Linked DNA regions of Sus scrofa: region 2 is linked to region 1. A link is a contact called in public Hi-C data. All regions are on one chromosome and are shown on one strand. The core of a region is the stretch at or near the end of the contact, and the rest is flanking DNA. Distances in the headings are between cores, read along the strand shown. Region 1 overlaps LOC110260285 (a long non-coding RNA gene). Region 2 overlaps LOC100738003 (25-hydroxycholesterol 7-alpha-hydroxylase-like).

Region 1 (6,030 bases), core at 193-2,692:
ACCCAGAGAATTTGGATGCCCTGGCTTTTTAGCTGGACTCTTAGGTCATTTCTGACAGTTATATATTTATTATAAAGTCTTCATTAATCTGTTTATCACACTCATGAATGTTTGGTGGTGAAGCTGTCTTTAATGTATTAATTCCAGTACCTGATATTTAAGCCTATAGAGGGATTCATACTTTTCAAAGTCCTTTCACAGATTTGGTCCTCACAGGGAGCCCATGAAATGAAAACACATGCCATTACCTATTTTACACATACAGAAAGTAAGTGCTTTACCCAAGGTTAAGTGATAGAATTAGGACCAATATCCAAGTCTTTTCATTTTGAGGCCAAAATAAGGCCACTCCTTTTCCTGTTGTACGTTGAAGCATTTTCCTAACAGCTTGGGGTTTGGATGGCTCCAGTTACACGCACCCTGCACGAGTGTGTGTGTGTGTGTGTGTGTGTGTGTCTGAGAGAGAGAGGAAGAGAAGCAGAGAGAGAGAAAAGGAGAGAGAGGTGACACAGCAAGTTTATGATATGGCTTGCAGCAATGAAATAAAATAAACAATAGTTCCAACTTAGCAAACACTGAAAACAAAAAAAAAAAATCAAATAAAAGTGAACAATGGATTTTGGTCAGTTTCCTGGGCTTTTGAGCAGCAATAAGATTTTATTGCCACACCACAGCCAAAAGTTAGTAAAGGATGAAATCACGAGCCTCTATTTCAGAGCCATCAGAGCACTAGGAATGCTGGCGAAGTTTTATAGTGCTTATATTTGCCAGGAATGGTTCCTATATCATCTCATCTAATCCTGAGGTGGGTTTCTTATTATTACCCCCTTTTCAGGTGGAGACACTGAAACGCAGGGAATTTAGGTAACACGCATGAGGTCACACCAGTTCCTGAGTGGCAGGTGAAGGGGGCGCTCTGTTCTTTGTCATCCTGCCCTCTCCCCCCATCAAATATGCATTAACAAGTCTGGCTGCTTTACAAAATATGATTTCTGCATTGCCACCTAGTCATCTTAATTTTTGCATTGGATATGCATTTGCAGCACTATTTTTTGACAGAAACGGCCACGTTTGTTGCGGCTGCATGTCAGTCATAGCATGCTTTTGGGGCTTAGGACTTGCCAGGTATATGTGAGCTGTTTTCCCCTTCATGGCAGTTAATCCTCACTTGGGAGACTGGAATTGTCTTGCTCATGAGCCGAGAGAGAATATGAGGCTGGGAGAAAGTAAGCAAGCTGTCCAAGGCCAAGGCCAAGTAGAGAGGCTGCAGTCCAATCCCAGCCTGATTCCATGCCAGAACAGCCTCTCCTCGAACCTGAACGAGAGGCCATGGCTGGGGGCACGGCGTGGAGCTTCTGACCCTCCCCTCACTAGAAGTGCCATAATCAGAACTGGAAATGAGAACCCTCAGTGCTTCAGACACACAGCGTTATCTTCCTCCCACGTGGGGGCGGAGCAGGCTTCCTTTATCTGAGTTCACGCCATCAGCACTAAGTCATCAAACCCAGTTCCCCCTTCCTTCTCCTGGGCCTTAGCAGTACTTTTTACGTTATGAGACCACGTTTTCATTCTTAATCAAGTGCACCACATTATTTCTGATGATCTTCTTTCTTTGGGGGGAATGTAAGCAGTATTTGGTGCCTCGGTTTTCTGTGCCTCTCTATACATGGTTTTTGCTCCAAAACCACAGAGCAGTATGATGTTACAAAGGTCAGGATCATCTGTTTACCTAGGAAGGGCAAATCCCAAAATTATTCCTCTCTGTGCTGGGTAGAAAAATAATATTCTTTGGGGAGAATGCTGATATTTTAAAAATCTGCGTGATTGGGTAACCATCTATCTGAGGCTGATGTTCAGGGACCAGGAATTATTTTTGATAGGCATGACTGCTTTTTCTTGTTTGTGTCTTTAAAGATCATTTGCAAAATATCTCAAGTGCAGTGAGCATATCAAATATATACATTTCCTGCACATACGCAAACCTTCATAGTATTATGGGCACACATTTCCTGATGCCCCAAAGTAAAAAAAAAAAAAAGTTACCTCTCCTCTGAAAACACATTTGTGTTGGATTACACCCTAAATTTCTTCCTCTTAAAAATACTTGGTAGTGACTATATGCTAATATAATAGTTGTTTTTCAGTTGTAGAAAATGTAAACAAAGCAGCACCATGATGGAAGGTAATGGGTTAAATGAGGTTAAAAACAAAAAACAAAAACAATGAAGTTGGTCTGTTTAAACATTGTTGTCTTCTATTCAAATATCCACTGGGAAGGTCCTTAATGGGTCAGCCAACATGTGGCATAATTTTGGACTTGTGTTTGGGAAGAGACATGGACTCTGTTACTCTTTGAAGAGCATGGATGTGTAAGCAGCTCGTTAGTGTGTATGCCTTCCCAGTGGGATGCCGCACAGTCATTTTCTTCACAGCTATTCTGTGGTAGCTTATCCTGCACCCCCAACAGAGGCTGATACTTCTGGAAGCATCAGACCCCTGAGAAATGGTGTGTAAGAGACTTTGGACTTAGCATTTCGTGGAAAGAGAAATCCCATGACTTCTGCACCTAAACCATAAGGGACTGTGTGACCATGTTGGCAGGCACCGGGTCACTTGGCTTTCATATCTGAGCAAAGATACTGGATTTTGGTAACAACCACCATTGGGTTATGCAAGGGAACACAATTTGGCCCCTACATATCCCCATGTTTATAAACAGAGAGCCTGTTCCCAGAATAAAGCTAGCACCAGAGATAAGAGCAAAAGAATATGAGCTGAGTGGGGTGGGAGGAAAGAGCCTAAGGATGAGAGTCCACTCTGGATCTCATTCTCCCTTCATGGCCCAACAAATATTTGTTTGCCAAACTTTTGTTTGCTTTTCCATGGCAGCCGCCGTCCTCCCCTTGGAAATCCCAAACCACTACCCGCAACCACCTCTTTTGTCTTTAGCTTAAGATGGTATTTAAGGTGAATTTTTCAGCCATTGGGGGAGTTACTCAGTATCCCTGGGCCTCTTCCATACATACACGCTATTAAACTTTCGTTCGATTTTCTCTCATTCAATTTTCTCTTGTTCATCTGTCTCTTGTCAATCTAATTCCTAGACCAGCCAGAAGAACCTAGAAGGGTAGAAGAAAATTTCTTCCTCTCTGTCAGCTAACATGGTAGTTATTCTAGATGGATGACCCTTATAAGATTTCAAGGTTATGGGTCACTGGAAACCTTCCCTTGGTTTCTGCATGCAGCTGCTCACTAGCGAGGGCTTTCCTCGTCGCCGGGGGTCTCTTGGTGGCAAAGTCCAAGCACTGTTCTGCTCACTTCCTGTGTGTGTGTGTGTGTGTGTGTGTGTGTGTGTGTGTGTAAGAGAGAGAGGCAGGGGGCAGGGAGAGAGGAGACTTGGGTGTATTGTCTATGGGAAAAGCAGTGGAGGCAGCAGAGTTGGGCTTCTTAGTGAGTCTGCTTATGTGCATTTATTTATATCTGTATCACAAGGCCACTGGAGTTTTGGAAATATCCTATATCTTAACCTGGGTGGAGTCTAGGTAAAAGTTAAAATGTCCATTGAAGATATATATGTTTTATCTATAAAATTAAAAAGTTGGGACTCACTTTCTTTACAGCAAGTGTGTATTTATTTTGTCGGTACTTATTTTTGCATGCGTTACAGTTCCACTTAGGATTCCTTTCGCTCCTCGATGAATTCCTAATAGTAAGTGACCATGGTGCTTTGGGAGGCACCACACATTTCACCAGCTGTCCCCCGATTCTCCGAGCTCCGCTGGTTCAGCCTTCAGAGCCCTTCCCCGCCGTCCACACCATCTCTTTCCACAGAGCGATTCCTAAGAGGAAGTTTTCTAGAGTTCCAGCGCACTTGGGCCTTCCAATCTAGCACACAGCCCCTGGCACCCAAGTCCCTCCCTGCCGCTTACTGGGACACAGGTGGTCCCCCTCCTGGGATTACTGCAGAAAGAAAAAAATGTAGAATTCGCAAATATGTAAAAGGAATCAAAAATCGTTACTTGGAAAAGAATGAGGCCAATACAATGGCAGCCATAATCCCCATTACAGAAAATAGGATCCTGTGGCTTTATGTCCGAGCAGGGCCCCTCCTATGCCCTTAAAAAAATCAACCCATTAATGATGAATTTGCAGACTGGCTGGTTTTTACCTAGTGCCGGCAATCAGGCGAGTGGGGGGTTCGAGAAAAGAGAGGAAGACAAGGCAAGGGGTGGCTTCGCTGTACCGCCTTGATGTCTCAGCCTCGCCTGTTGGAATTATTGTGGATTTTTGTAACGTTCAGAGGTAGGCCGGTGACAGCTGAAGAAGACTGTATTTGCCGAGGAGCAGCGTGATGGTGGAGAGGAGCAGACTCCTGAGGGAGATCTAATGGTTCCTCTCCTTCCTGCACGGAGATAAAGACTTATAATAAGCGTGCATGTTCACCATCTGGCTCCGTGCATGTGGTCCTTATGGAGGGGAGCGCGGCACAATCTGTAAATGATCAGGAGCCATGGCGCTCTCTCCAGAGAATCCACGATGCAATCAAGGTGACAGATGGCATGGCCACTGCTGCGGCCTCATGGAGAAGATCAAAATCACCTTCAATAAACTCTGACTGAAATGGGCACGAGCACCTCAAAAAAGTCAGTTTGTCAGTCAAACTGCGACAGTGAGCTGCATTGGGGACACATAGCGGCCAGCTCTGTTTTCAATCGTTTCCGTCTGACTGGGCCTGAACTATGATCTTTCTCAAATTGTCCTTTCTGTTTAGCTGAGGCAGGCCAGCAAATTGCCAGATTCGTGGCTTTATTGAAGAAAATTGAAAACACGATGTCCTCAATTCGGGGGCCGCGTGGCTGGCAGAGGCTGGGACACCCAAGCGCTCAGCGAGAGTGGACCCCGGTCATCAGCCCAAGTTTGCTCAACTTGACGCAGATTTTTGGACACGGAAATAAAATGCAAATGCGTGCCTGGCCCGTAGAGCTCAGCTGGCAGGGGATGTGGAAAGAGTGTTAGGTGTCCAATAAATGTGTGTAGAATAAATAAATGGTTGGAAAGAGAAGGAGGAAGGGAGGGAGCAAGACGGGAAGGAAAGAAATGACGTCTCAGGGTTGTCAGGGCTGTGTGTTCTAACAGCAGGCTGCTGCCTGGATGACAGATCTGGTATTGGTTTCCATTTCTCTGCATCTTTATGGCATACGGGTATCTGTGAACTTGAAGCCTTGGACATAAGGTCAATGAAAGGCAGACGTATTATTTTGTCCTAAACAAATTATAGAGAATCTGTAGAGGTCAGCAAGTTTAAACACAATTCCATTCCATCCCCGCCCGTGCACAACTGAAAAATTTTCAAAAGCTCCAACTGCTCATAAAAGTTACCTGTAGTGGGAGGGAAAGACACAACTGTTTTTTTCAGTGGTAAGGGTACTGATTTCGGGTCAAAGATGATGGATCCTTATGAAAGAACTCTCCCCCTCCCTTCCCCTCCTCCTCCCTTGGCAGAATTCCACTGTTGTTCTTCCTCCCAAGCTCCAGGAAATGTTGATTTCAAGCACAAGTCGACTCTTCCAACCTTGTGGTTCCCTGGGAACGCAACATCTTTTATCTGATACAGAATTTTATATTATCAGCCTTTGAGGAGACCTCAGAATTCCAACTTCCCATTGATTGTCCTGCTTGAAACTGTCATCTTCTGGTTTTGCACCTTTGCTTTATTTAAAATCCAAATCCTGCTCCTGCACTGTCCCTATCCTGTACGATGTAAATTATTTGTTTGACAGCTGAGAAATATCTTATTGCTGGGTCCTGTTTTCTCATAAAGTCTATTTCTCTCATAGGTGCTTCTGAATGCTAATGTCCTGCTGGAGAGATTTACAGGCATAACTAAAGGGCTTCATGCCTCATCTGTATACACCAAATAAGGAAAAATATTAAAAAGGGCTCACATTCTGAGTGGCAGGAATATCCAGAACTTCGTATAGGGACCGTCTTTTCACTGGGCCTGTGAGTGTAGTTGATTTTTTACATATC
Region 2 (5,807 bases), core at 2,292-4,791, 300 kb after region 1:
CAGACTCAAGAAAGTGACTTCCCAGTGGTGAAATGGGAGGGGAAACATCTCCTGAGAAGGAAAAATCAGCATAGTGTAACTAACTCAGAATGGAACTCTTAGCTACCTATTGTCCTTAATTTTCAACAGTCTTAAGTGCTTTGAGGAGAGAACATTCTAAGTGGGTATTTTCTTTTTTCTTCTTTGAGAAGGCTACACGTTGTTTATACCATTTGTCCTTTTTCCTATGCTTGTGACACAAATTATGGTTTCATCCAGAGTAACCCTAAAGTATCTCACTTTTACTACCCTTGAGAACTGCTTCCTTCTTTGTTAAATACAGATTGCAAAAAAGGAACATGGAAGACAGTACAGGTGTTTGTGAACAGCCTTCTAAGTTCCTGAACTCTAGTTTCTTAATGTTTCACCATTTTCCACTAATACATTTACATACATTGAGTAGTAATGAGGGCGTTACTTGAGTGCATAGGTCTATTCAATTTTGAGTTACACACATGCACACACACACGCCACTCCCTCAGAGTTTTGGGGGAGCAGGGAGAAGACCTTTCTTCTCCTTCTACCTCTTATCTTTAGAAACAGCTGATAAACAAAACATGGGATGGAAATCAAAATATCAAAGGTACCCTTGATCAAGCTGGTTGGAAAGTGTGGCTTGACATTTGCAGCTGAAAGGGTTTGCGCAACAGTCTCTACTTCTGGCTCTTCCTCCCAACACGTAGAAATGATGGCCCACCTAAGGAGATCCTTGTGTCTTCAGAGCACACAGACCTTGCCAGGGGGATGCTGTCCCCATTGGTCTGGAGTTGATAGGGCAGAAGAGAATCGCCCCCTTCTTTTGATTTTTCAGTTTTAAAATTTTGTCTAGAGTTTTTTTTGATAATATTTTTTTCATAGTTATTTCCCCAATACAATTTTTTTTCTACTGTACAGCATGGTTACCCAATTACATATACATGTACACATTCTATTTTCACGCATTATCATGCTCCATCATAAGTGACTAGACATAGTTCCCAGTGCTACACAGCAGGATCTCATTGCTAATCCATTCCAAAGGCAATAGTTTCCAAGCTTCCCAACCACCCCACTCCCTCCCCCACCCCCTTGGCAACCACAAGTTTGTTCTCCATGTCCCGGATTTTCTTTTCTGTGGAAACGTTCATTTGTGCCATATATTAGATTCCAGATATAAGTGATATCATATGGTATTTGTCTTTCTCTCTCTTTTTTTTTTTTTTTTTTTTTTTTTGCCTTTTCTAGGGCCGCTCCCGCGGCATATGGAGGTTCCCAGGCTAGGGGTCTAATCAGAGCTGTAGCCGCCGGCCTACTCCAGAGCCACAGCAGTGCGGGATCTGAGCCATGTCTGCGACCCACACCACAGCTCTCAGCAATGCCAGATCCTTAACCCATTGAAGCAAGGCCAGGAACTGAACCCGAAACCTCACCATTCCTAGTCGGATTCATTAACCACTGCACCACGACAAGAACTCCTGTCTTTCTCTTTCTGACTTACTTCATTCAGTATGAGAGTCTCTACTTCCATCCATGTTGCTGCAAATGGCATTATGTCGTTCTTTTTTATGGCTGAGTAGTATTCCATTGTGTATATATACCACATCTTCCTAATCCAATCATCTGTCAATGGACATTTGAGTTGTTTCCATGTCTTGGCTATTGTGAATAGTACTGCAATGAATATGCAGGTGCATGTGTCTTTTTTAAGGAAAGTTTTGTCCGGATATATGCCCAAGAGTGGGATTGCTGGATTGTATGGTAGTTCTATGTATAGATTTCTAAGGTATCTCCATACTGATCTCCATATCTAGAGTTTTTTTTTAATGAAGGTATAGTTGATGTACAATGATGTGCCAATTTTGCCATACAGCAAAGTGACTCCGTGATACATATATATCCCAGAAGACTAGATCTAGTTCCCTGTGCTGTACAGCAGGACCTCATTGCTTATCCATTCTAAACGTAATAGTTTACGTCTGCTAACCCCAAACTCCCCATCTGCTTTTTCAGGATGAGCTCCACCCACACAAGTGACACAGACCAGAGCAGGGCAGATCATGTCACCCATAATTAGACCCCTTAGCATTCTCTGGGGGGAGAAGACAAAGAAGGAGGGGAGTATAGAGCAAGAGAGGGAATGGATTATCTGGGGGAACCCACCCCACACACCCAGCTACACAAAAGCAGTGCAAATCAGTGGAAGGAACTTTACACACCACACACACACACACACACACACACACACACACACACACAAATATCTTCAGGCTTTATTTGAAGGAAAAGTTCATGTAAGTATCTTTGATTATAATTTTGCTTCTGTGTGCTATGATTTTAATGACTAGTACTCTTAGAGTTGAATATTTACTAGATCAGAATGCATGTATTATGTACACATATACATTCAAGAATGAAGAGTATTTTAAAGGCATATTTCAAAAAATAATGAATTTTGGAGTTCTCATCATGGAGCAGCAGAAACGAATCTGACCATGTGGTTGTGGGTTCGATCCCTGGCCTTGCTCAGTGGGTTAAGGATCCAGTGCTCCCCTGAGCTGTGGTGTGGGTCACAGATGCATTGCTGTGACTGTGGTGCAGGCCGGCAGCTGTAGCTCCGATTCGATCCCTAGCCTGGGAACCTCCACATGCCGCAGGTGCAGCCCTAAAAAGCAATAAATAAATAAATAAATAAATAAATAAATAAATAACAATAATAATAATAATAACAATGAATTTCGAATAAAACACTAATTCAGAAAAATGATTGTAAGTTAAACTGTAGAAGTCATCATTAAAATAGTGACTATCAAAAGTATGATGTTGTTTCTGACACCATAGTGGGGCCCAGGCTGCTCAGTGTGGTGGAGGTATCCTGTTTCAGTAACCACAGACTACTTCAGCCCTTCTCAACTTTGTCCACACATTTTGTTCTTCGTGCTTTTATCTTTTCTGGGAGCTTTGCATGTGTCTTTCAGTTTTTTGATTTGGTGCCTCTCTAGTCCCGTACTAGAAACTCTTCAGTACTGGAAATCAAATGATTGAATGGGAGGCTCTCACCCAGAAGGTAAAGCCACAAGCTGAAAGGTCTAGGCTGCCTAGTAATTCTTGTATTGACATTATACCTTTTAAAAATGTTTTATCCACACCTTTGTGATTTTTCACGGGAGACTTCTTTCCTTAAAGACTTCATATACAACAAATAGTGCTAAATAACTTTTCCAAAGAACCAAGGAAAAGCAGGTGAGATATGGGCTGATTGTGAGAATGGAATAAGGATGGCTTGTCGAGCAGTGTGAACTGGTAGCAGCAACGGGGGCAAAGCAGAGAGCAGAAGATGGTATCTCAGAACCTCCAAGGTCAGTAAATTTAAGACAGTAAAGCTAAGATTGCACTCAAATCTTTTGTAATTCCAAGCAAAATACAGAGATTAAAGTTTACACTCAAGGCTCAATTTTTAGCTTAGATAAGAGTTGTACTCTGTTGTGTAACATGTTTACTTAATCCTTGCTGTTGTGTCACAGGGACATACAGTCAGAAAAAGAGATACTGCTGTGATGCAACAGGATTGGCAGCGTCTCTGAAGTGCTGGGCTGCAGATTCGATCCCTGTTCTGAATTGTGGGTTAAGGATCTGGCATTGCCACAGGTGCGTCGTAGGTCGAAACTGCATCTCAGGCCTGATCCCTGGCCTGGGAACTCCATATGCCACAGGGCAGCCAAAAACAAAGAAGGAAAGAGCAGTTCCTTTGCCTCTTTCTGCCTATAGCCTGAGTTCCCATAGGCCATTTCGTGTCTTTGGATATTGCCAAAGAAGCAATCACAGGAGTTTCTGTTGTAGCTCAGCGGGTTAAGAACAGGTATAGCATCCATAAGGATGCAGGTTGGATCCCCACCCTTCCTCAGTGATTAAGGAGCCTGTGTTGCTGCAAGCTGTGGTGTAGATCACAGATGCAACTCGGATCTGGCATTGCTGTGGCTGTTGGTGTAGGCTGTCAGCTGCAGCTCCGATTCGACCCCAAACTTGGGAAGCTCTATATGCTGCAGGTGAAGAAAAAAAAGAAGAAAAAAAAGAAAGAAGGAAAAAAGAAACAACCAGAAGCCTGGCGGGATAGAATCATGCAGTTTAGCACCTCGGACTCCCAGTGTGGCTCCCTCCCCTCTCTTCCTACGCTCACTGCCCAGCTTACACCCAGAGTCCGCTATATTTTGATAGTGAATTTAAAAAATAGCCCCCAATTTCCTGTGTATATTTGCCAACAAAACCTTTAGAAGTCCAGAGTTATCATTGGCCAGAGATAAATTGTCCATTGGATTTTGAATTTTAAGTCTTTAGAAAAATAAGTTAGAATCCAAGGGGAGGGGGGAAACACCATAACTAATGCTAATGTTTTGGTGAAATTGTTTACTAGTATAATTTGGAAATAACCTACTCTCCAGGAGAGCACTGCCCTATCCTTGATTGGAGAGACTTTTCATTTCAAATGACAGCTGAACTCTGTTCCCAGGGATCAGCTTTTGAAGGCAAGTCATGTTTGCAATAGCATCTAAGTTTTTAAACAGCTTTACTAGTCTGTCTGAGTTGGTGAGGTCTTTGTTCACTCAAAAGAGAGGAAGAGGTTACTCTTCAGTCCCAAATAAACCCTCTTTGTTTACATTTTTGCCTAGAAAAGAACGATCACCTGGAGATGACATCAGAAAGTTGATTGACTAGTCAGTTATCAGGGGACTGTGGGCTTGAATGAGACAAATATGGTGATAGAGATAATAGACTCTGGAATTTGGGAAATAAAGTTGGCTCGGATATTCTTTAGGGACTCTCAAAACTAAATGAAAATGAACTCCATTAAGGATGAAAGCATTATCTTAGTAAAAGTCTCAGGCTTTCATTTTCTCTCTTGAAGACTTGTTTGGTACACACATATGTTGCATAGCATATGCATTTTGCGTTATTCAGGTGTAGATTCTAAATGCATACTAATGTGTTATCGTTTAAAGCTGAACCTTTCAGGGTTTTTAATACCAATTCTCATTGTATGAGCTACTTGGTGGCATTAAGTAGATAAACTGCTCAATTCCACTTTTGATAGTGATGGAAATATATTCTTTTAAGAAAACGTTTTTTCTGCTAATAACCTTTGCTCTCATTTCTAGAGGGCTTACTATGTGGCAGCAAGGGATTACTGTTACTTTTCAGATATTATTCAAAGAGGGGAGACACGTGTAAGATGAAGAATTAAGACAAATGCAAACCAGGTCTTCCTTGAAACCTGGTTTTTGGAGGTGATGTTGGACAGCCTCTCCATCAAGCAGCATCGTTATTTACTGGGATTATTTTAATATTTTTAATATAGGACAAAATGGACCTGATTAAATCCAGTTGATAGGAATACTAGAGCTGTTATTTGGGAGAAGAACTTATTTCTGTTGTCCTGAAGCAACCGAGGTTTCTTGCTGCTGCTTGTTTATTGGAAATCAAATAAGTGAAGGAAAGCTTTCACAATTGCTGAACTTTTGACGACAGTTTCTATTCCATTAGAATTAGGATCCTGATTACGAAAGCCGGAAAGATGGGGCGTAACATACTTAAATTACTAACAATTTGGTGCGTTAGTGTATGGGAAATATATGGGAAGTTAGTGTTATGGGAGGTATGATTTTTTGGAGAACAACTGTCTTCCTTGCTTAAGAGTATAAAAGAACACTTAAATTACATTTTCCCTCCTTGTACTTGTTGTTAGCGCATTGTACTCAGTGTCTCATAGTCGATTTTACCATAAACTCTAACCTTGG

The links. A called contact is a pair of places that touch in the nucleus more often than the background predicts.
Region 2: a Hi-C map of liver shows a contact between it and region 1, with 2.6 times the contacts expected there. A contact is called at or near these places in 3 of 47 Hi-C or Micro-C datasets (liver and skeletal muscle) and 1 of 2 datasets of targeted methods (skeletal muscle).

Annotation. Positions count from the first base shown.
Region 1 is chr4:69,384,014-69,390,043 of Sscrofa11.1, forward strand. All of the region lies in intron 3 of LOC110260285 (a long non-coding RNA gene), which reads left to right. All of the region lies in intron 4 of LOC102167557 (a long non-coding RNA gene), which reads right to left. Among named protein-coding and RNA genes, the nearest start is that of ARMC1, 400 kb to the left of the region's middle.
Region 2 is chr4:69,678,885-69,684,691 of Sscrofa11.1, forward strand. The region is part of intron 1 of LOC100738003 (25-hydroxycholesterol 7-alpha-hydroxylase-like); the gene reads left to right. Among named protein-coding and RNA genes, the nearest start is that of BHLHE22, 120 kb to the right of the region's middle.